Linked DNA regions of Mus musculus: regions 2, 3, 4 and 5 are each linked to region 1. A link is a contact called in public promoter capture Hi-C data. All regions are on one chromosome and are shown on one strand. The core of a region is the stretch at or near the end of the contact, and the rest is flanking DNA. Distances in the headings are between cores, read along the strand shown. Region 1 holds the start of Cnga3 (cyclic nucleotide gated channel alpha 3). Region 2 holds the start of Lyg1 (lysozyme G-like 1). Region 3 holds the start of Ankrd39 (ankyrin repeat domain 39). Region 4 holds the start of Lipt1 (lipoyltransferase 1). Region 5 overlaps Tsga10 (testis specific 10).

The links. Promoter capture Hi-C pulls out the DNA fragments that hold promoters and counts their contacts.
Region 2: a promoter capture Hi-C map of liver shows a contact between it and region 1, with 2.4 times the contacts expected there. The contact joins the promoter of Lyg1 here to the promoter of Cnga3 in region 1. A contact is called at or near these places in 5 of 39 promoter capture datasets (the 3T3-L1 cell line, hematopoietic stem and progenitor cells, liver and 1 more) and 1 of 9 other capture datasets (macrophages).
Region 3: a contact with region 1 is called in a promoter capture Hi-C map of hippocampal neurons, with 3 times the contacts expected there. The contact joins the promoter of Ankrd39 here to the promoter of Cnga3 in region 1. A contact is called at or near these places in 9 of 39 promoter capture datasets (the 3T3-L1 cell line, cranial neural crest, embryonic stem cells and 3 more), 4 of 115 datasets of contacts at active chromatin or transcription factors (SST interneurons, T-cell acute lymphoblastic leukemia, astrocytes and 1 more) and 2 of 9 other capture datasets (embryonic stem cells and liver).
Region 4: a promoter capture Hi-C map of embryonic stem cells shows a contact between it and region 1. The contact joins the promoter of Lipt1 here to the promoter of Cnga3 in region 1. A contact is called at or near these places in 5 of 39 promoter capture datasets (the 3T3-L1 cell line, embryonic stem cells, hippocampal neurons and 2 more) and 1 of 115 datasets of contacts at active chromatin or transcription factors (embryonic stem cells).
Region 5: a promoter capture Hi-C map of pre-B cells shows a contact between it and region 1, with 4 times the contacts expected there. The contact joins the enhancer-like site here to the promoter of Cnga3 in region 1. A contact is called at or near these places in 13 of 39 promoter capture datasets (the 3T3-L1 cell line, 3T3-L1-derived adipocytes, the HPC-7 cell line and 7 more) and 2 of 9 other capture datasets (adipose tissue and liver).

Annotation. Positions count from the first base shown.
Region 1 is chr1:37,217,523-37,221,591 of GRCm38.p6, forward strand. Cnga3 (cyclic nucleotide gated channel alpha 3) reads left to right here and starts at 1,683. Exons shown (of 6, transcript NM_009918.2): 1 at 1,683-2,016.
Region 2 is chr1:37,956,061-37,960,129 of GRCm38.p6, forward strand. Lyg1 (lysozyme G-like 1) reads right to left here and starts at 1,699. Exons shown (of 6, transcript NM_027111.3): 1 at 1,675-1,699.
Region 3 is chr1:36,544,880-36,548,948 of GRCm38.p6, forward strand. Ankrd39 (ankyrin repeat domain 39) reads right to left here and starts at 2,373. Exons shown (of 4, transcript NM_026241.4): 1 at 2,207-2,373. The coding sequence starts at 2,306. Sema4c (sema domain, immunoglobulin domain (Ig), transmembrane domain (TM) and short cytoplasmic domain, (semaphorin) 4C) reads right to left here. Exons shown (of 15, transcript NM_001126047.3): 15 at 3,760-4,069.
Region 4 is chr1:37,870,485-37,874,553 of GRCm38.p6, forward strand. Lipt1 (lipoyltransferase 1) reads left to right here and starts at 1,735. Exons shown (of 2, transcript NM_001037918.4): 1 at 1,735-1,841.
Region 5 is chr1:37,797,505-37,801,573 of GRCm38.p6, forward strand. All of the region lies in intron 14 of Tsga10 (testis specific 10), which reads right to left. Among named protein-coding and RNA genes, the nearest start is that of Tsga10, 56 kb to the right of the region's middle. Within about 2 kb of position 2,272, at least 7 of the 459 cell types and tissues checked have an H3K27ac peak or open chromatin away from gene starts, as enhancers often do. A contact at or near this core is called in pre-B cells, where this site is marked.

The sequences.
Region 1 (4,069 bases), core at 433-2,932:
ATAAATCTAGTTTCTGGAACTGCACAGCCTTATTGAAAAAAAATAACCAAAAAACTCTTATCTCCAAGGAGAGCTTAAGTCCCTCTGAATTCAATACAGAATAGGGACTGCTAGCTGGTTGGTGGGTTTTAAATTTTGGTTCTGTGAGTCTAGAGCAGTGGTTCCCTACCTTCTTAATGCTGCAACACTTTAATACAGTTCCTCATGTTGTGGTGACCACCAACTATAACATCATTTTCATTGCTACTAACTATAACTTTGCTACCATTACGAATAGTAATGTAAATACCTGATGTGAAGGAGATCTGATGTAACCCCTGTGAAAGGGTCATTGAGAGCCACTGGTCTAGAATATAGTGAGGTAGAAGAAACTAAAAACTGCAAGAATATGCATCCCAAGAGAAACTTGCTTCTAAAAGCACCATTAAGAGTGTAGATTGTATAATTGTACATTGTAGATGACTGTAGCACACACACACACACCTTAAACTTCAAGCCTCCCGATCTTTACTGTCCTCACTTAGTGTGGGCTACTGGAAGTTGTCTGTGGTGGCCACTTGAGATCAGAAGAAAAGTCCAAAGTTGACAGCTGGACTATTACTTTATTGCTTCCTGCTTCCTGCCTCCTCTTCCTCCTCCCCGTCTTCCTCCTCCTTCCCCTCCTCTGAATACAAGCAAGTGTGGCTTCTGCCTTTCTCCAGACTTCCTTTGAATTCCAGGCATCTCAGTTGACTCTCTCAGTCAAAGGAAGCAACAGAGTTACTCCGCCTGCTGGACCCAGAAGACCATGCCGGAGACAGGGAGCTGAAGAGCAGGAGAAAGAAGTCCGGGCTGTTGCCCAGAACAGAGAGAGAGAGAGAGAGAGGAAGGAGTCGCTCTCCCAGATCCAGGCGCACCAAGAAGCCCAAACTTTGACAGGGTAAGGACTCAAGGGGGGTGGGGGTGGGGGTTGAGCTGGAAGTTGCTGGGCCACTACACTAAACAGAGATTCTGGGCTGGATCCGGGCTCCAGGTCCAAGCTGGTCCTGGTGAGTGGCGGGGCGCTGTCCGCAGCCCACGGTGCTGAAACAGGTCCCTTCCTGCCTGTCTCTGCAGACATAGGGGACACCCTCCAGTGTGCTTGGAACAAGAACAAGCGTACTCGGTGCTCCCCATAAGCATCCCCTTTCTGCAACTCACTGAGCTAAGCCCGCTAAGCCGTCGAGTAACCAAACAGAAAGAGCTGGGCTGACTTTACCGCCACAGGACCGGGTCCAGCCATACGTTCTCCAGCCATCCTGTACTCAGAGGCAGCATCTTCACTGCCATTAAATCAGGAAGGAGCTCAAAGTCCATCTCGTCCCTCTGGCTCACCGGATTAGTGTCTCCCAGCGCCAAAACCGCGCTGGGACACTCGGGTCAAAGATTTGGAAGGCGTCACCCTGAGGCAGCATGCAGGGGATGTGAGCTGCTCTTCCAAACCCTACTCAGCCTAGAAAGACAAAGAGTCAGGTGGACTGAGGAAGGAGTGAGGAGTTTATTTAAGAAGAAAGAATCTTTTTTTTTTTTTTTAATGAAAAATTTATACCGGACTTAGCCACAGGGCCAGAAGGCTTAGTGGCTAGGGTTGGTGGCCCCTGATCCCTTAAAATCCGCTTATCTGATAAAGTGTCTGGCTCAGTCTTCAGAATTTCCTCAATAACTATGCACTCCCTCTTGTCTTCCACCCCCTTCTCCACACCCAATCCACCCTTGACCACCTCAGGCTGCCAATCTACTGGCTACTCTGGGCTGGGACTGTGGAGCTAGGAAGTGGGAAAAGCTGATCCAGGTTTTGTTTTGTTTTGTTTTGTTTTGTTTTGTTTTGTTTTGTTTTGTTTTTCTCATCATCTCCCTCTCTGATGCTGTTGGGACTTTGATCTTCAGAAGCAAGCGTCTTCCTAGGCACGGCTTGCCTCCTTCAAGAAGGAGACTTAAGCAGAGCGGTGTGGAGTCTGCAGCCTTCGATAAGCAGGCATTGGTGAAACAGCCTCACAGGTGAGACCCGTTTGCTCAGGGCTCTCCCTGTAGCTCTACCCTGAGTAACCTCTCTCCAGAAGCTGGACTGTTCCTTATGAGCGATCATCACTAATTCTTATTCTGATCTGAGACTGGGGTCTGCTTCACCATTCCCAATCCCTCAAAGCTTTAGAAAGTGCCTGCCACCTGGGTTCAAACACCATCCCATAGCAGGGAGCCCAGCTCTGTGCCAACATTCTCTGTGGGTCATCATCTTCTACCCCATACAGCATCACTCATTAAAACAAGCAGCGATGTAGTTGTCCGGCCATGGCACTCACCCAGTGCAGTGTGCTTTGGTGCCCACACCTCCCGAAGTGAGAATCCATGGGAAAGGGAGCCTGGCAAAATTTGGACCCAGAGCGGGAGGTGCATGTCATGACCAAACCAAACTTCTATGCTAAAATTCTGGCTGTAGGAAATTTAGTCATATCATGCAGAGCATAGTAGAGATTTCAGCTGAGGTCTGAGGGATCCTCTGGTGTCAGTGGAGATGAATGTGAAATTTGTTCTGATTCTTTTTCCTCCTCAACTTCTTTTTCACTCCCGAGGGGGTCCTCTGTGGTCCTTGATGCCAGAAATGGTTGCTCTCTAACGGCTGTCTGTATGGCACAAGATCTCAGTCACTTTCCTTGGGGTTTTGGCCAGGACTTTGTGTGCCTCTTGCCTCTGATGCACCTGATTTTATGCCTTTTCTGTTCTCATTCACTGTCAGCTGCAGGATGTGCTTCTGGTTAAGAATGGGGTTGCTATGGTGACCAGCCTCAGGTTGCCATGGTACCCAGAGGTAAACAGTTGGAAGCTGCGCAGGCTCTTCTCTAGTTCTGGAAGCTCTCTCTGGCTGCCAGCTTCCTACAGGAGTTGAAAGATAACAATAACCAGGCCCCAGAGCCTTGCTCTGACACCCCCTCCCATCCCCAGTATACTGCCACGTGAACACTCACTACCCCTCCACCCCCACCCCCTACTGAAGATTGAGATGGGTCTTTTTCTCTATGCCACCCCCCCCATTACACACCCTGGGGCTTCACTCTGGCCTCTCTTATTTCATACTGATGATTCCTTAGTGCGAAACAAAGTTCAGTGGGAGAAACAGAATTAAATTAATTAAGCAGGCACAGTCTCTACCCTGGGGAACTTCTCTGAGCGGTGGGAGAGAGGAAGCTTATAGCACCTGTGAGTGGCCTGCTTTCTAGACTGAAGTAGACACAGCAGCAGCCCTGAAGCTAAATAGATGTTGAGGATTGTTCCTGTCAGAGGGTCTCTCGGGGAAGGTCACCTTGAGAGTAACTGCAAGTTGAAGTTGAGGAAAAGCAAAAGGATTCTCTTAGGGGGAGGCACCTGCAAAGCAGAAGTGGGCGGCTGGTCAGGAGGTGGGAGGTTAACCTGGGGCTCATGCAGCATTGATGCTATGATATATACATATATATATATATATATATATATGCGACTCTACATCATGGGTGCCTGAGAAGAGACATATGATTAGAGCCATCGTTCAGAAAGACCTTGCAGCCATGCTTAGAGGGTTGTCCATCCATCCATCCATCCATCCATCCATCCATCCATCCATCCCAAACTCATCGAGATCCTCCCTATCCTAAGTGCCAGGCTCTGTCTGGTTCCACTGCCTAGGTGAGCCCCTAGCAGCTGCCGAGTCCTCGAGCCATTTCTGAATCAGTGAATGGTGGACACGGTAGAAGGGACCTCTGGTTCATTTGTGGTAACTGAGCAGACTTGGAAAAGCCGCATCTGAGGCAGTAAGGAACTGTGGGAGGGAACGCTCAGAGTCTTGGCTGAGTGGCCAGCTGGCTCCAACGATCTTCCAAGTATCAACCTAGACAAGGCCTGAGCATGTGCCTCCAGGTGCTTCAGATGCCTTGACATTTGCGACAATGCTCCCCCCAGAAAATCTCCCCATTAGTCATGCAGCACCCTTCACAGAGGCCACACCCCAAGTGGCAGTGAACTCCCAGAACCCCCTCTGTTATCTGCAGGACTTACATCTTCATCTTGAACTACCACGCTACAG
Region 2 (4,069 bases), core at 449-2,948, 740 kb after region 1:
TAAGACGGCAACATTCCAGATCTTTGCTTGATTTGTTTTGAGACAGGGTTTTATAGCCTGGCGTAGTACTTGCCATATAGCCCAGGCTGGCTTCAAATCTACAGTGTTCCTACAGTGTTCTGCCTACAGAGTACAGAAATTGCAGATGTGAGCTACCTTGTCCAGTTTGAATTTGTGAGACTGGGTCTTGCCTTGTAACCCAGGCTGCCCTGGAACTGAAAATCCCCTTGCTCCACCCTCCATGGTGACTGCTGGCATGGCAGGTATGTACCCACGTATCATTTAACCTGTGTCTCAGACTGCATTTTCCCATGGCCTGTGATCTCATGCACTTGTTGAGTTTGGGTTATGAGGAAACCCAAACTAGGGAAAACATAGAAGGTTTGAGAAAGACTTTTTCCTCATTGTTGGCAAATTCATAATCGCTCCCTTTGCCATGGAGACTGTCTGAAGGGGGCTTCTTCTGTCTGTGTACCTCTGTTCTTGCTCTTCCTCATTTTTTCTGAGTTAAGAAATCTGGGAAGACCATCATCCCTGTGTGAGCCCAGGAATATTTCCTTCTGAACAAATATCTAATAAAAAAGATCCTGGCTTCCTCCATCATAGAATCTTAAAATACATCTGACTTTTAATGCTAATAGCCAAAACTTAAACTGTTAGACCCCCTAGTGTTAGCTCTTTCACAGCTTCCAAGAAAAGAAAGGCTCTTCTATAGACATGCACACACACCCCACCCCCAAGACACCACACGAGCTTGTCTGGGTCAATGTTTTATCCTCAAGATTGAAAGTGGGAAAGGACAGGGGCTTGCCATCTGGCAAAGTACCAACACTTCAGTCCTTCAGCCTTGAAAGAACAAGAAAGACCTTCTCTTTGATCTATTGCCAACAGAAAGAGGACAGGAGGCACATGGTTCTGCAAGCTTGCCCTCAGCAGCCTGCAGCCCGAGGAAATCCTGTAATCTTTCAGGGACCCCAACCCAGGCAAACCCAGGATTCATGGCTTTGGCATAGAGAAGCATTTTAGGACCAGACTGTATGAAGCAGAGTTGCTGATTTTTAAGGGCAATATTTTAAGCATAAGGAAAGAGGCACTCGGGAAGAAAATAAGACATTTCATATTCACTTCCCCTCAGGAAGTGAGTGAAGCAGTTGTTGACTGTGCTGGCAAGAGACCTCAGCCAGACTCTGAAGCAAGGGACTTCAGTCCCTCCCTATTCATGGCCCATAGTTTTCCCCATCTTTCTTCATGGCCCCAGTATTGCTGTTAGTGTTAAATGAGCACATATTTCTGTCCTGCTGTTTGAGGTCTTGCACATGTGCACATATTCAAAAGAAGCCCTACATGTGCACATATTCAAAAGAAGCCCTACATGTGCACTGAGAGAAATAATAAGTTTGTATAATGATTGTAAATGAATAGAAAGAATTATTCTATCATCTTAACTTTTCTAAAACGTGATCTTTTCTTGCAAGATCCTTAAGTTTCATTTGGTTCAATCTTATTTACTCAGAAGCAGAGACACAATCATTGTCAATTGATTAACATATCCTGGAAGTTTCCATCTAAATAGATAAATAAACCCAGGGTTGGCTAATCACCATTCAATTAGCATATCCTAAAATTTTCGTTCCGAGTAAGCTCAGTACAAGTCCAGGGTTGGTTCCCACTCACCTGTCTTCAGTCAGCTCCTCTTCCTAGAGACGGTCAGTGCTCGGAACCTTATATAGGGTCTCATCTTGCTGCTTCTTCTTAAAAGTGCTGACCTCATCTTATTATAAGATTTACAGCTAAATCTCATAAATTATAGTAATAATCATAATTATAAATACTTTGAACTCATATGGGGATTTATTCAAGAATGTCCTGGCATTCTGCACCCATCAACCAATTAGCTCTTTACCACACCTTGGAGGACAAATCATAATTGCAGGTTCTTGATGGAATGCAAAGGTCCGACATCTGTCTTTATTCACACCCATTTATTGTCATGTAAGGAATCAAGAAAGGGAGGGATGGAGAAAGAGAGAGGAGGGATATTGAGGCAGGAAAAGACAGAGAAGAAGGAGAAAAGGCTGAAAGAAGAAAGAAAGGATGAGAGGGAGAGAGGGGAGAAAGGGAGGGAGGAAGGGGAGAAAGGGAGAGGAAGGGAGAAGAAGGGAGAAGAAGGGAGGGAGGGAGAGAGGAAGGGAGAGGGAGGGGAGGAAGAAGGGAAGAAGGAGGGAGGGAATCTGGATTTTCATAAACTCCTAGTCCATACTTGGGACTAGTAGAGCTTCCTGTTAAGGAGTTTACAGTTCAGCATCCCCAGCTCAGAATCTGTTGTTCTATCCACGACTGAGATAGTTTGAGTCTAAGCTCCAATACCAGGAAGCGAGGTGAGCCCCAGGAGGTGGAGAGGCAGAAGCGCATGAGAGGAACCATAGGCAGATAAGACACACTTCATCCACCAGCATCCAGGCTGTTGGGCAGGCAGACAGCAGCAAGCACCCTGGCACATACAGCCATGTAGTCCAGCACACTGGCCATACATGGTAGACACAGGCTTACAGACAGACACAAACAGGCAGACTGGTGAAGGTGAGGGAGAAGGTCTCTGACCTCAAGGCCATTTTTATACAGATTTACCCAAAAGTGGCGTTCTCCCAGGAATAGTTACATAAGAGATTGTGTTACTGCTTACTTCGAGGTTCCCTGGACATCCAGTGTCTGCTTTTTTTTTTTTTTCTGGCTCACAGCCCCCAAGTCCAGTGTTAGCCATCTTGGCCATGCCAGATATCCACATCAGCACCATGTTCTCTATATTCTTGTTGGTTGTTTTGCTTTTCAAAACAGGGTTTTTCTGTATAACAGCCCTAGCTGGCCTGGAATTTGCTTTGTAGACCAGGCTGGCCTCGAACTTAGAGATCTGCATGTCTCTGCTTCCCGAGTACTGGGATTAAAGGTGAGTGCCACCATGCCTGGGTATACTCTACCCTCTTTAGACAACAATTGCTTTATGAGAGCAGGCTCATAAAGGTGTTGTCTGGGCCCATAACCCACATAGCAGTAGAGAGAACATCTAGTTTTCCAGGATTTCTTTCTGTCTGTGATAAAGTACCCTGACCCAATGCAACCTGGGAAGGAAGGAGATTGAAGGTGCGTCAGGAACTAGGGCAGAAGCTATAGAGGAACTGGCTTGGTTCCCCAACCATGCTCAGCAACCTTTCTTAGACAGCCTATGAGCCTAGGGATGACACTGCCCACAGTGGGGTAGGCTCTGGGACATCCTCATAGACTCCAGGCTATGTCAGATGAACAGATGAAGCCGTTGGGGGCAGATGGCAGGGCCACAGGCTAGGACACTGAAGGATATAGACTTGAACATTTGGCTTTTCTGAATTCTTACATCCGAGAAGTGAGTATGAGATTGCATGGTTCCTCCTCATCATTGGAGCCAAAAAAGGCGGGGTATCGGGCACATCATTGAAAACCAGATCCCGGAGAGGATCCAGGGCCTTCTCTCTATTTTGTTCAGAAGCAGTAACTAGGACACACAAGCAATTAAAATTTTTATTACAGTGTGGGGAAATTTAGGAATTCTCTGGCCCCAGCTACAAAGACAGCACACCATCAACACCAAGGGCATGCTGGCGTCCTAGAAATGTGTCTCTGGTCAGTAGCCAGCTTGTTGCCTGGCAACAGCTCCACAGAAATGATGCCCGTCCCTATCCCCAGGTTTGCTCTGTTCTTAGCCAGTTCTTTTGTGTATAGCCTTCCTTTCAAAGATCTAATTTACACTAAAAAACATCTGTCCCTAGACAAAGGGAGGAACCCAGATGCCCAGTGTGTGGAGGTCGATATGGCAAAGAAAATGTAGCTGGGCTTAGTGACCCGTACTGTAGTTCCAGCTACTGGGAAGGGGGAGGCAGGAGTATAGCTTGAGCCCAGATGTTCAAGGGCAGTCTGGGCAGCATAGTGAGGCCCTACCTCAGAAGTGAATGAAAGAGAGAGGGAAGAGAGGAGAGGAAGAGAGAGAAGAGGAAGAGAGAGGAGAGGAGAGGAGAGGAGAGGGGAGGGGAGGGGAGGG
Region 3 (4,069 bases), core at 1,123-3,622, 670 kb before region 1:
TACGTTAAACATGTGTGTGCATATATAATTTGTATATATAAATAATTATATTTTTGTTTATTTTTTTACTTGTGATATATATACACACACATACACATATATATCTGTAATCAAAGAGATGGCTGTATAATTTGTATATATATAATTATATATACTGTATATTTTTTACTTGTGATATATATATATATGTATATGTATATATATATGTAATCAAAGATGTAATCAAAGAGATGGCTCAGTAGTCAAGAGTAGTTAGTTGCTAGGGCCAGGCAGTAATGGTGCACACCTTCATCCCAGCACCAGGGAAGCAGAAACAGATGGCACTTTGTGAGTTCGAGGCCAGCTTGATCTACAAAATGAGTTCCAGGACAGCCAGAGTTATATAGTGAGACCCTGTGGTTGTGGGGTGGGGAGAGATGGACCAACAAAACAAAACATAGCACACATACATACACAAAGAAAGTCACCAAAACAGATTTAATTCAAAACTAAAAAAATAAATAAATAAACCCCATGCTTTACAGAAAAAAAAAATTCACATAATAGGTATCTTTATCACATGTGAAAAATAAATAAAAGAATAAGCTGATAAAATTGCAGCAGGTGATAACAAACAATTTCTGAGACAAAGTGTCTAACATGCTCTGCCTTGAACTGGCCTTGAACTGTGACCTTCCCGTCTCAGCCTTTGAGTCAGTCCAAACTGCTACAAAGAGAGCAAAGCATTAAGGTAACAGGGTAACCAGAGTGGAAATGCCAGGGCTTTGAATACCACAAGGTTTCTTCCTCCACACAGGAAGGGCTGACATTTTGAGGCAGATCATGTCTGTTGTGGGGAGCCAACCTGTGCGGGTCAGATTAGCTGTGACACACAAAAATATCTCTAGACCTAAACTGGGCATAATTGTCCCCAGGTTGAGGACTCTCTAAGGAAGGGGGGTCCCTGAAGAAGTGCCATAGAACTGAATGCTGGCGGGAAAGCCTCAGTCAGCCTGAAGCGGACTAACAAACAAAACAGACCATGTCATCGGACAGAGGGCTTGCATATTTTAGAAACATAAGGGTGATGGCTGCAAGGGTGAGAACCATAAAGAGGTACAGAAACACAACAGTCAGTCTGGCTTGGGGAACTAAACGCAATAGGAGGCGCTGGAGAGGCGGCTCAGTTAAGAGTTCTGTCTGCACCAGGCCGGTGGTGGCGCACGCCTTTAATCCCAGCACTCAGGAGGCAGAGGCAGGCGGATTTTTGAGTTCGAGGCCAGCCTGGTCTACAAAGTGAGTTCCAGGACAGCCAGGGCTATACAGAGAAGCCCTGTCTCAAAAAAAAAAAAAAAAAAGAGAGAGAGAGAGAGAGAGAGAGCGCTCTGGCTGCTCTGCAAAGGACCAGGGTTGTTTCTCAGCTGGTCACATCTGTAACTGCCAATTCCAGGGAATCTGAAGCCCTATTCTGGCCTCCAGGAGCTAAATGCACATAAATAGTCTTTAAATTAAAAAAAGCGTAAATGTAATCATCTCATTTGTTATTTTCTAAAGGTACAGCGGAGAAAACACTTCAAGAGGAGGAAGCGGGGAGTCCTATTATGTCCCTAGTCCAAAAGATGGGGGTAGCAGAGGTGTAGAGAAACGCCGCCCGCTAGGAAGCCATTCCTATGGTAACCATCAAGTGTTCCGTATCATCAGCCCTACACTGATGACAACCTTGCTACAACTGCACAAACTACCTGTTCCTGGGGATAACATGGTAACCGGCACAGAAGAACAGGGACCACTGCTAATAGCAAAATCTCTGTATGATTTTGGACAAAACAGTCACACCCCTGCGCTCCACAGTAAATCTTTCGAGATCACTGTCATTGCTAAAACTTGTACACTCACACCCGAGAGCAGCAAGGGCCAGCTGCCCTGACCTCCCCGGTGGATACGAACCACCAACTGCAGATTCTTTCCCTAGCTCCTCTGTCACCTGACCAGGCTGTCTCCTAGCTGGGTTGGTCTCCAGACCCAGTTCAGAAACCAATGCCTCAATTTACCCGTCCGCACTCGAGACGGAGTAGTCGAGGGGCTTCCTGCCACGCTTTGAAGCCAGCCTTCCTGCACCAGGCCCGGAAGCTCCAAACACGGTTCGAGGCCTCCTTCAGTCCACGTTCCCGGAGATGGGGCTGGAGATTGCCCGCCGCCGGCAACGCGGCCGCCTCACCCCTCTCACCCCTGTCGAAGTCCATCTCCTCCAGCGTCTGCTGTACCCCGGGCACCGCACTAGGGTGAGAGCAGCAGGAGCCATCCGCGCAAAGGTGCGGCGCCGCCATCCCGGCGGCCGGGACTGCAGCCAAGCGCTCCTACGAAATGCCCACCCCTCCGTCCCAGGTTGACCACTCGACGTCCGTAGTTGACCTTCGAGTCCCGCCTCCTCGCCCCAGGCCAACCAATCCTGCATTTAGACCTTAGCTTAGCAACCAATGAAAGTGGTGAGGTGTGGCTGGATAGACTGAGCCTTGCTGCTTTGCTACCACGGGAGGGCGCCCAAGGCTAACTAAGCACAAGGAAGAGCAAAGGCTCGGGAATCCGTTGAGCTCCCCGGGAGGAGGCAGGACAGTTCGTGCAGCCTCGCCTTGTAGGGTGAGGGGACCAGGCAGCTTGGCCTGTCTGGTAGTGTTTATGTCGCATTCGCCAGAACCGAGGCCTCGCAGGTTCCCCAGGGCACAAGGACTCTAGACGCGGCCCATAGTCCCTCTCTCATCTCCCAAGCATCACTTGAGCTGTAGGCCATCCATGGTCAGATCAGTGACCCGCCAGAAAGCTACTAACACTCTGACCCTCGTTCTTTAGCAATCCATCAGGAAGCAGGTGGCCTGAGGGCAAGGACCTGGTAGACCACCTTTGTGCTTAAGCCTCTGCCCACTCAGTGGGCGCTGGTTGCCAACACCCACTGGGCAGACAACTGAGCTAAGGGAAACACACTCAAGTATTTCCCAGCCTCTTCTGACCCACACTCAGGGAAACAGCAGCCTGCTCAAGGGTCATCCAAGTGTATGGGGGGTGGGGGGTGGGGTGGCAGCTAAGGGTGGGCAGAGAGCTCACTGTGGTCTCTGTTCCTATGTACCGGTTAGATTGATCTAAACCAGGTGTGTCCAAATTGCAGCCAACAACAGCATCAAATTTAGCACAACACAAAATCTTAAAATGTCTTTTTTTTTTCCTCCTTCCTATTTTCCTTCTCGAAATCCGATTGGCAGGCAGCTCTCATTAAGGGCGCTCAGAAATGAATCCAGGCTGGGCCTGTTGTTTTTCCCAGGAACATCTGGGCCTACACCACTCCCTCACTAAGACAAGGGCTTGATACTGACTGGGTGGCAATAGGGGACTATCCCTACCCAGATAGGACATTCGAGACTAGCATTCTTCCCCTCCCACGGAGCTTGTCCTAATCTCCATCTTTATAAAGACACTGTCCACACAACTTGAGAAGCCTCTCCTTCAGCCCCTGACTCCCTGCTCACCCTCCCTATAGTTCTGGGAAGACCGTCTCCTTCTCCTCCTCTTCCCGAACGCTCTGCCTTGTTTCCCTGTGGCACCAGGCCAAGTCCAGCTCCCAAGCAGAGTAGCCCTGCTCTGGCTCCCAGTCCCATAGGCATCACTGTGGGAAAACACTTGAGTCTCAGCTGGCCCCTCCAGAGATGCACGGACAGGCATTAAGACCATGATGGCCCAGACCAAAGGATGAGTCCCTCTTAGGTCAATAAGTGGGTTTGAGTCAAAATATCTGTGTGGCAGGGTTAAATTTCATTTTCTCCATTTTATTTGTCAATATAAAAATACTCAAATATTTACAACAAATAAATATGTGGGGACACAATAAGTTACACTGTTAGCCCTTTTCCCAGAGCAGGGAGAGGATAGGCCAGTATCCATAGCATGCCCACCTCCTCCCTTCCCTCCCCCAACAACCCTTCCCAGCCCTGTCAGAAGAGCGCAAATATAAAATACCACCGAACCCGGAGGGCAAGTGGGAGGCCCTGCCCACCCCTCCCCCTGAAGCAGGAGGTTCCATCTCCACCCCCAACCCCCGCCC
Region 4 (4,069 bases), core at 485-2,984, 650 kb after region 1:
AGATCCAGGTGTGGTGGTACACACCTTTAATCTGCACCACACCTCATGCTGGAGACCTACATAAGGACATTTGAAGAAGGAAGATTCGCTTCTCTTTGCCTGCTTGTGTTTACTTGCCAACACAACTGTTTGAATCTACTAGCCTTGTGGGACTAAGCAGCTACTAGATCCTTGGACTTCCCATTCACAGCTGATCGTTGTTGGGGAGTTGGACTACAGACTGTAAGTCATCATAATAGATTTCCTTACTATAGAGAGACAGACTATAAGTTCTCTGACTCTAGAGAACCCTGACTAATACATTTTGTAACATACATACATACATACATACATACATACAGATTGATTTGCTGTATAATGTGTGTTATCTCAGCCTTAATATGGTGATTAAATGAAAGAAGCCCATGCTAATACCTTTAATCCCAGCACTTGGAAGGCAGAGGCAGAAAGCTCTCTGTGAGGCCAGTCTGGTCCACATAGCGAGTTCCAGGCAAGCCTGCCTTACAGGGGGAGACCCTAACTCACACTCAAATAGAAGTTTTAAGAAGAGCAGACAGAGCCAGGCATGGTGGAGCACACTTTTAATTTCAGCACTCCAGAAGCAGAGGCAGGTGGATCTCTGTGCATTCAAGGCCAGCCTGGTCTACAAAATGAGTTCCAGAACAGCCAGGGCTACACAGAGAAACCCTGTCTTGGGGATTGGGAGCGGGGGAGGAGACAGAATAAAATGCAGGAAAGGAGAATTGCCATCACCAGAGGACTATAAAGCAGGTTAGAGTGTTATTGGACATTCCAGTGGAGAAGCTGAAGAAGTAGAAAAAGAGGATAACTGGTCCAAAGACAGACATCTTAGAGCAGACAGTGGAGAATGAAGGAAGGTCATTGAAGGAAATTAAAACAAAACAAAACAAAAAACAAAAACAAAACAGAACAACAACAACAGAAAAAAACTGTCCCTTCTCAGATTTCAAAGAATACAATATAGAAGCAGACTACTAATTTAGGAGCCCTACTAAGGGCAACACAATGTGGGGCTATTTTGATAACTAGCAAAATTCCTACAATGACGAATGGAAAAGTATCCCTTCCCACCCTCATAATACCATCCAGCTGAAGACTGATCTCATCAAAGTTGCAGTAACAGACAGGAGTCCTGTCTGTGGTGCAGCTAATTTATATACCCTGAATTAACTCTGCTCATTTACTGCGTTAGCAGTACCAGGAGGCAAGGCTGGAGAGGCTTCCATTCTAACTGAAGGAGGAGAGACTGGTTTCTGTGGAAGAGCGAGGAATGACCACAAATTCTTTGGGCTCTGCTCATCAAGAAGTGGGTCCGTGATCTCATTCCTTAACTCTAGTCTGGCTTTGTTGTTCCTGGGGCCATAGGAATGCGGTTGAAGCGCTTCCAAGTGCCTTGAATCGAACCGCCCCAGCAGCTAGACAGCACCTCCTGAGTGTGAACAGACCATTTTGGACCACACAGTTTAGCCAACTCTTGCTGAAAGAAACCAGCATAGGAATCACCCAGCTCGTCTTTACATATTTTGGTAAGTGGACTTTGTCCTTTCAATGAATCTAGTTCTAAATGCATTGGCCTGAAGGAAATAACCTTAAAAATATTTGCTTCTATTTCAGGCTTAGCCACGACCTCCTGGGGGTGTGGCTTATCCAGGGGGCGAGCTTTACGGGGGCGTGGCCTCTTGAGGGCGGGTCTCTTGGGCGGGGCTGGGGAGGACTCCCCAGCAACTGCGTCTAGAGGGCTGAGTGTTCTGGGTTCCACGTGGGTTGATTGAGTTTTAATTTGCAGAAAAAGCTGCTGCGGGCGCGACCGGAAGTGGCAGGTGAGTGAAGCCGGAAGCAGTTCCAGTGAATTCTTTGCGGGTTGTGGAGGCACACGCTGAGCAGGAGTGGGTGCTGCGGAGAGCACGCGTGCGTCCCATGGGCCCCTCCTATTGGTTCTGAAAGCTCTGCAGATTACACCTGGTGCTCCGGACGTAATTTCATTATTGGGAACAGTTGATTTCTAATACGGCGTAGGGTAAACTAAACAAGACATTCAGTGCTAGTCGCGTGCCTGCTCCCGAAGAGTAAAGCTTGCTTAAAAGTTCGTAATCACTTCCAGGTTTGGATCGCGTTATTAGGAGGATAGCAAATAGTTTTGGTAAGGCCTTGTGAGGAAGGTAGGCCTGTAGTTAGGTCTTGCTTTACACTCTGTCAGGGAGAAGCATGTGTTGGCAGTTGCAGAAGTGTCTCCCAGAGCATGGAAGTAAGAGCCTCCTGAGGAAATAATTATAACACCAGTAATGAAGATGAAAGCAGAGAGCTGGGGGTGGATTGCTCGGCGGTACAGTTCAAACCTAGACTGAGTGAGTTCCATCCCTTGCTCAGCTAAAGCTGTTAAAATAGAGTGTAGTTGGGTATATCAACCACATCCTAGCCCAGGCGCCTACAGAGGAGTAGGTGGCCAACACAAAACAAACTCCACGGGCTTTTTTTTTTTTTTCTTTTTTGGTCTTGTCTCGTTGATCTTTTACTTATTTTGACTTTAGTTTTCATAGGTTTTGGTTTTTTAAAGAAAGAACATAAAGTTGGGTGGATAGGGAGGTGGTGGGATCTGAAAAAAACGGGGAGAGGAAGGAACGTGATCAAAATGCATTGTATAAAAAGTTTTTCATTTAAAAAAGTAAAATATGGGTGTGGGTCGCTATGCAAAGTAACACTGTAGAAACAGAATTCTACCAGGTTTTCAAAAGTTAGATTGTTTCATTTTGTCTGTCAGCTACAGTCTGTCTCAGAAGGTATGTCAGGCCTTCAACCCAGAGGCAGAGGCAAATAGATCTCTGTGAGCTCAAGGTCAGCCTGGTCTACAGAGGTAGTTTCAGGAGATCCAGGGCTACACACTCATCGTGTCTGAGGGTGGGGAGATTGTGTTCTGATAACTAAAATAATTTGTGATACGATACATAATAATCATTTAGTTTAACTCCTTAAAATGACTCACGTGTAACTATTTTAGTAGTCCTATTTAAACATGACTCACACAGATTTACAGTCTTTATTCTGGCAATGTGTCTCCCTTCCCTGTGACTCTTGTCACCTTTATGTAGTTCACTGATGAATCCCAACTGTCAAGGACAAAGCATGCCTTATAGTTACTGCAGACTCTGTCAGCCATTGGCTGGTTAATTGTGGACCATAGTTAATGTATCAAGGTAAACTCCAGTTTGACATATCTTTTAGGAATCCTTGTACACTTGAAAGAAGACATGTTAAACTGTCAAAAAAAAAAATGGATTGGAAGAGAAGACCTTGAAATCACAATTATTTAGGTTCATCTCATGTGCTCTTGAATTCAGTTAAAGGCAACTGGATCAGATAGAGATTAAACTACCGGTCTAAAGCTATTCAGTTAGTTGCAAAGCAAGCATTAAAATGTAAAAGCAACTATTTTACCTGAACCTCTATATATGTTAATAAGTGTGACTATTGTCACCTTAGGAGAGGATGTCACAAGGTCTTTTTCAAATCCCAACTTCAATGGGCACATTCTAGTTTATTAGTATCCGAGACGTCATGACACCTAATCCTTGATGTTTCTCCCTTGGATCACCCAAGAAGAGGACCTTAGGCCAGTGAGCCCAGAAAACCACTAAGCTTCAGGTTGAGTAAGAGACCCTGCCTCAAAGAATATAGTAGAGAGTGAGAGGACTCTTGGACATTGACCTCTGACCTGTGCATGCACAAATGTGTGCTCAAACACATACACAGAGACACAGACAAAAATAAATTTAATAAGTGAAAGCCAGAATGGCAGTGTATGTCTATATTCTAGTTAAAGCTAGGGCAAAAGGACTATTTGAACCCAGGGATTCAAGGTCAGATGGGTAACATAGTAAAGTCTCATCTCAGGGGGGCAGAAAATGATAGAACTAGCAGTACCATTACACAATCAGGGGGACATGTGTGTGTGTAAAGGTATATACATAAGAACAGAAGCAATAACGGTTATTTATACTAAAATGTTAATTAACTATCTCCAGGTAGTAGGATTCTGGATTCTTTCTTTTGC
Region 5 (4,069 bases), core at 1,022-3,521, 580 kb after region 1:
CTTATCCACTTACATATATTTTTAGGATAACTTTTGTCTTTAAATTGACATAATATTTGTTGGAATATTATATATTTACACAGCATGCAATGATCAAACCAGGTTATCAACAGTTGTACCTCCTTGGTTATCACTTGCTGATATCAAACAGCAGCCATTCACTGCTGTACTAACCTAGAATACTAAGGGTATTATAAACATTTGCCCTCCCCTGAGTGTACTTTGGTAACAATTACCCACCTTTTCTCTATCCTTCCCTTCTCCTATCTGTCTCACGCTCTATAGAACTTTAAATGAAAATGTAGGAACACGTCTTCCAGGTCATAGGACACTAAAGAATTACTTAAAGAAAACATAAGATCAAAAGTAATATGGGAAAAGATTCATAATAATTCTAAGTGCACCTGCGTTTAATATCTCTTCATCTTGTAAATAAATGAAAAGACAAGTTAACAGTTAAATCTTTAAAAGGGTTGTGATCAAGAATATTATAGAGAATTCCTACCACTTAATAAAAAATATACAGCTGGGTAGTGGTGGCAACGCCTTTAATCCCAGCACTTGAGGGGCAAAGGCAGGCAGATCTCTGTGAGTTCGAGGTCACCCTGGTCTACAGAGTGAGTTCCAGGACAGCCAAGGCTACATTAAAACAAACAAACAAACAAACAAAACCCTGTCTTTAAAAACCAACCAAACAAACAATTGAATAGAAAAAAATTATACAAATTTAAGAAAAAAAGCCATTCCAAGGGCTGGAGAGACTGCACAGTGGCTGAAAGCACTTCCTGCTCTTGCAGAGGACCAGGGTTTGGATCCTAGCATCTACTTGGCTGTACACAATCATCTGTAATTTGTTCCAGAGAATCTGATGTCCTCTTCTGGCCTCCATGGGACCCATGTACACATACATCTGGGCAAACGCTCATGCACACAAAATTTAAAAAAAAATTTTTTTTTTTACTTTATCCAAAAGAAATGTAAGAGAAAATCCATCTAAGAGGTGTTGTGGATTTGGTCTAATTATTGCATTATATTATTTGGGTTACCAAAATTTCACGAGAATCCAAGAATCTGTTTGTAAGATGCTGAGGGTCCATGCCCCTAGTTGGTTCTGAATGGTATATAAAGTTGCCAGCAGCCAATGGCTGGGCAGAGAGACAGAGGTGGGACTTTAGGATCTGCAGGCAAGGGGTGTTGTACTGGCTGGTTTTGTGTGTCAACTTGACACAGCTGGAGTTATCACAGAGAAAGGAGCTTCAGTTGAGGAAATGCCTCCATGAGATCCAACTGTAAGGCATTTTCTCAACTAGTGATCAAGTGGGGCGGTCCCCTTGTGGGTGGGACCATCTCAGGGCTGGTAGTCTTGGGTTCTATAAGAGAGCAGGCTGAGGAAGCCAGGTGAAGCAAGCCAGTAAAAAACATCCCTCCATGGCCTCTGTATCAGCTCCTGCTTCCTGACCTGCTTGAGTTCCAGTCCTGACTTCCTTGGTGATAAACAGCAGTATGGAAGTGTAAGCCAAATAAACCCTTTCCTCCCCATCTTGCTTCTTGGTCATGGTGTTTGTGCAGGAATAGAAACCCTGACTAAGACAGGGACCAAGGGAGAAAGAAGAATTTCCATGCCAGGAAAGGACTAAGATTCAGGCTTGAGAGCTGCAGAAGACAAAGAGCATACTAATCATGTAAGAGCCAGTGGTAAGCGGCCCCAGCTCTCCCCCACCCCCCTAACTGGGTCTAGGGTAACAAAGACAGAATATAGGTTTTAGTAAGTAATAACTCAGGAGTATTGGAGGGGAGGCATTAGCAACGTGGAAGTTTGGGAGTGGTCCAACCATTGAGCCTTTTAAGGCATATTAAAATAGAAGGTTCTCTCTCTCTCTCTCTCTCTCTCTCTCCCTCTCTCTCTCTCTCTCTCTCTCTCTCTCTCTCTCTCTCTCTCTCTCTCTCTCTGTGTGTGTGTGTGTGTGTGTTTCATTTGAGAATCCAGAACATTGGGGCACGCTGCCACCACAACCATCACCAGGATGATTTAGAGAAGTGTTAATTACCAACAGCAAGAGAAACCTTAAGTGGTCAATAAACACTGAACCCTGTAACTTGTGTCTTCATCAGGTATGTGCCACCTGCTGTTGACAAAATGTGAATCAGGCAAGTGTCAGCCAGTCTCTGCCAGAAACCCTCAGCTTCCTGCTATTGGGCTTTTAGTACTGGTTTTGCTCTTGCTGAAGGAAAAACCTCAAGAGGTCTCACATGTCCATCAAAGATATTCTTAGAACACAGTGGTTTTGGCACAGAGGACGCTCATCCTAGAAAGGGCTTTGTTAACAATGTATGGAAGGAAGACTTTCAAATTAATTTCTGATGCACAGTTGCTTCTGAGAGGTCGTGTAATTTTCGTGGGGTTTGAGGACACTTTGTTTTGGTAAAAGATTCAGTTGTCGTTTTTAAAAAGCAGCATTAAAGACGTTCAGTTTCACTTGTAATCTAGGAAACATAGAACCCAACTGTGGAAAAATTAAGGCTCATAATACAGAATATAGTATTTAAGCAAATCATAACCCATGGTTTCTGGCAAGAGTAAACTTTTAGAAAGCAATTTGATAAACTAAGCGAAATTGTGTGTCTTAGACTAGGCACTCGCTTCCAAGCATAAGCCTAAGAAAACAGAGCCAAGAGAAATAAAAAGAATGTTTGTTACACAGCCCTTCACTACAGAAAGGGGGGAAAATTAAATTCCCCTTAATGTGGGGATAATTTAAGCAAGACAACATTGATACAATGAATATATGCCGCTGTCTGATGGATGTGTGTAACGAATCAGATGAAGCTTTAACGTTGTTGCAAACACATAATTAGTATATTTTATTACTTAAATAAAATTATTTGTCATGCCAGGGATGAATTCAGGCCTTCAGATGTTCTAGGCTTGATACCAAACCAAACCTCCAGCCCTAACAAATACAGACTTGATGACAAGGACTGGAGAGATGACTCAGCAATTAAGAGAACATACTGCATTGTCAAACAGAAGTTTGATTCACAGAAACCAAGTCAGGCTGCTAACAACCATATGTAACTCCAGTTCCAGGAGATCCAACACCATGGGCACTGGACTCACATGCACAAGCCCCCTCCCTCTCCCTCTTTCTCACACATGCACATGCATACATACATACATACATACATACATACATACATACAACTAAAAATAAAAATAGAGCCACATGGTGGGCCTAGAGAGATGGCTCAGCAGTTAAGAGCACTGGCTGCTCTTTCAGAGGTCCTGAGTTCAATTCCCAGCAACCACACCATTTTTAATAGGATCTGATGCCTTCTTCTGGTGCGTCTGAAAACAGCAACAGTGTACTAATATACATAAAATAAATAAAGTCTTTTTAAAAATAAAAATAAAATCTTAAAACACACACACACAAACACACACAACACACAGTACACACACACACACACACACACACACACACACCACTACTACACTGGCAGGTGACACACACACACACATTGCAAACCTGACTTGAAAATAGAAAGCATTAACTATCATGGATAGGTAAGAGATGCACAGACAGAGTATGAGCTCGTGAGAAACAGCTAGAATAATGTCAAAGTTACACATACCCAGTATGTGTGTGAGAAGCTATAGCTTAATGTTTGCTTTCTTTTAATTTATCTTATTTTTATTTTGTGTGTGTGCGTGTGTGTGTGTGTACCACATGGGTGCTGGCATCTGTGGAGGCCACGAGGGGAAGCCATTCTCCTGGAGCTGCAATGACAGGTGGTAGGAGCCACCCCATGTGGCTCCTGGGAATGGAACTCGGGTCTTCTGGAAGATCAGCAAGAGCTCTTAACCACTGAGACACATTACTCCCGACTCTGATGATATGTTTCCTTAAACAAAGCTATATGAAACAAATGTGGAAACATGCTAATGTTCTTATAGCTGTAGGATAAAAATAGATCTGTTTTATTATTTTTTAAAAATTTGGGTCCCCCCCCCCGAACAGTTCCCAACTAAGAAATAAAAAGCTGATAATTTTTCTGGTTGTGGGTACCT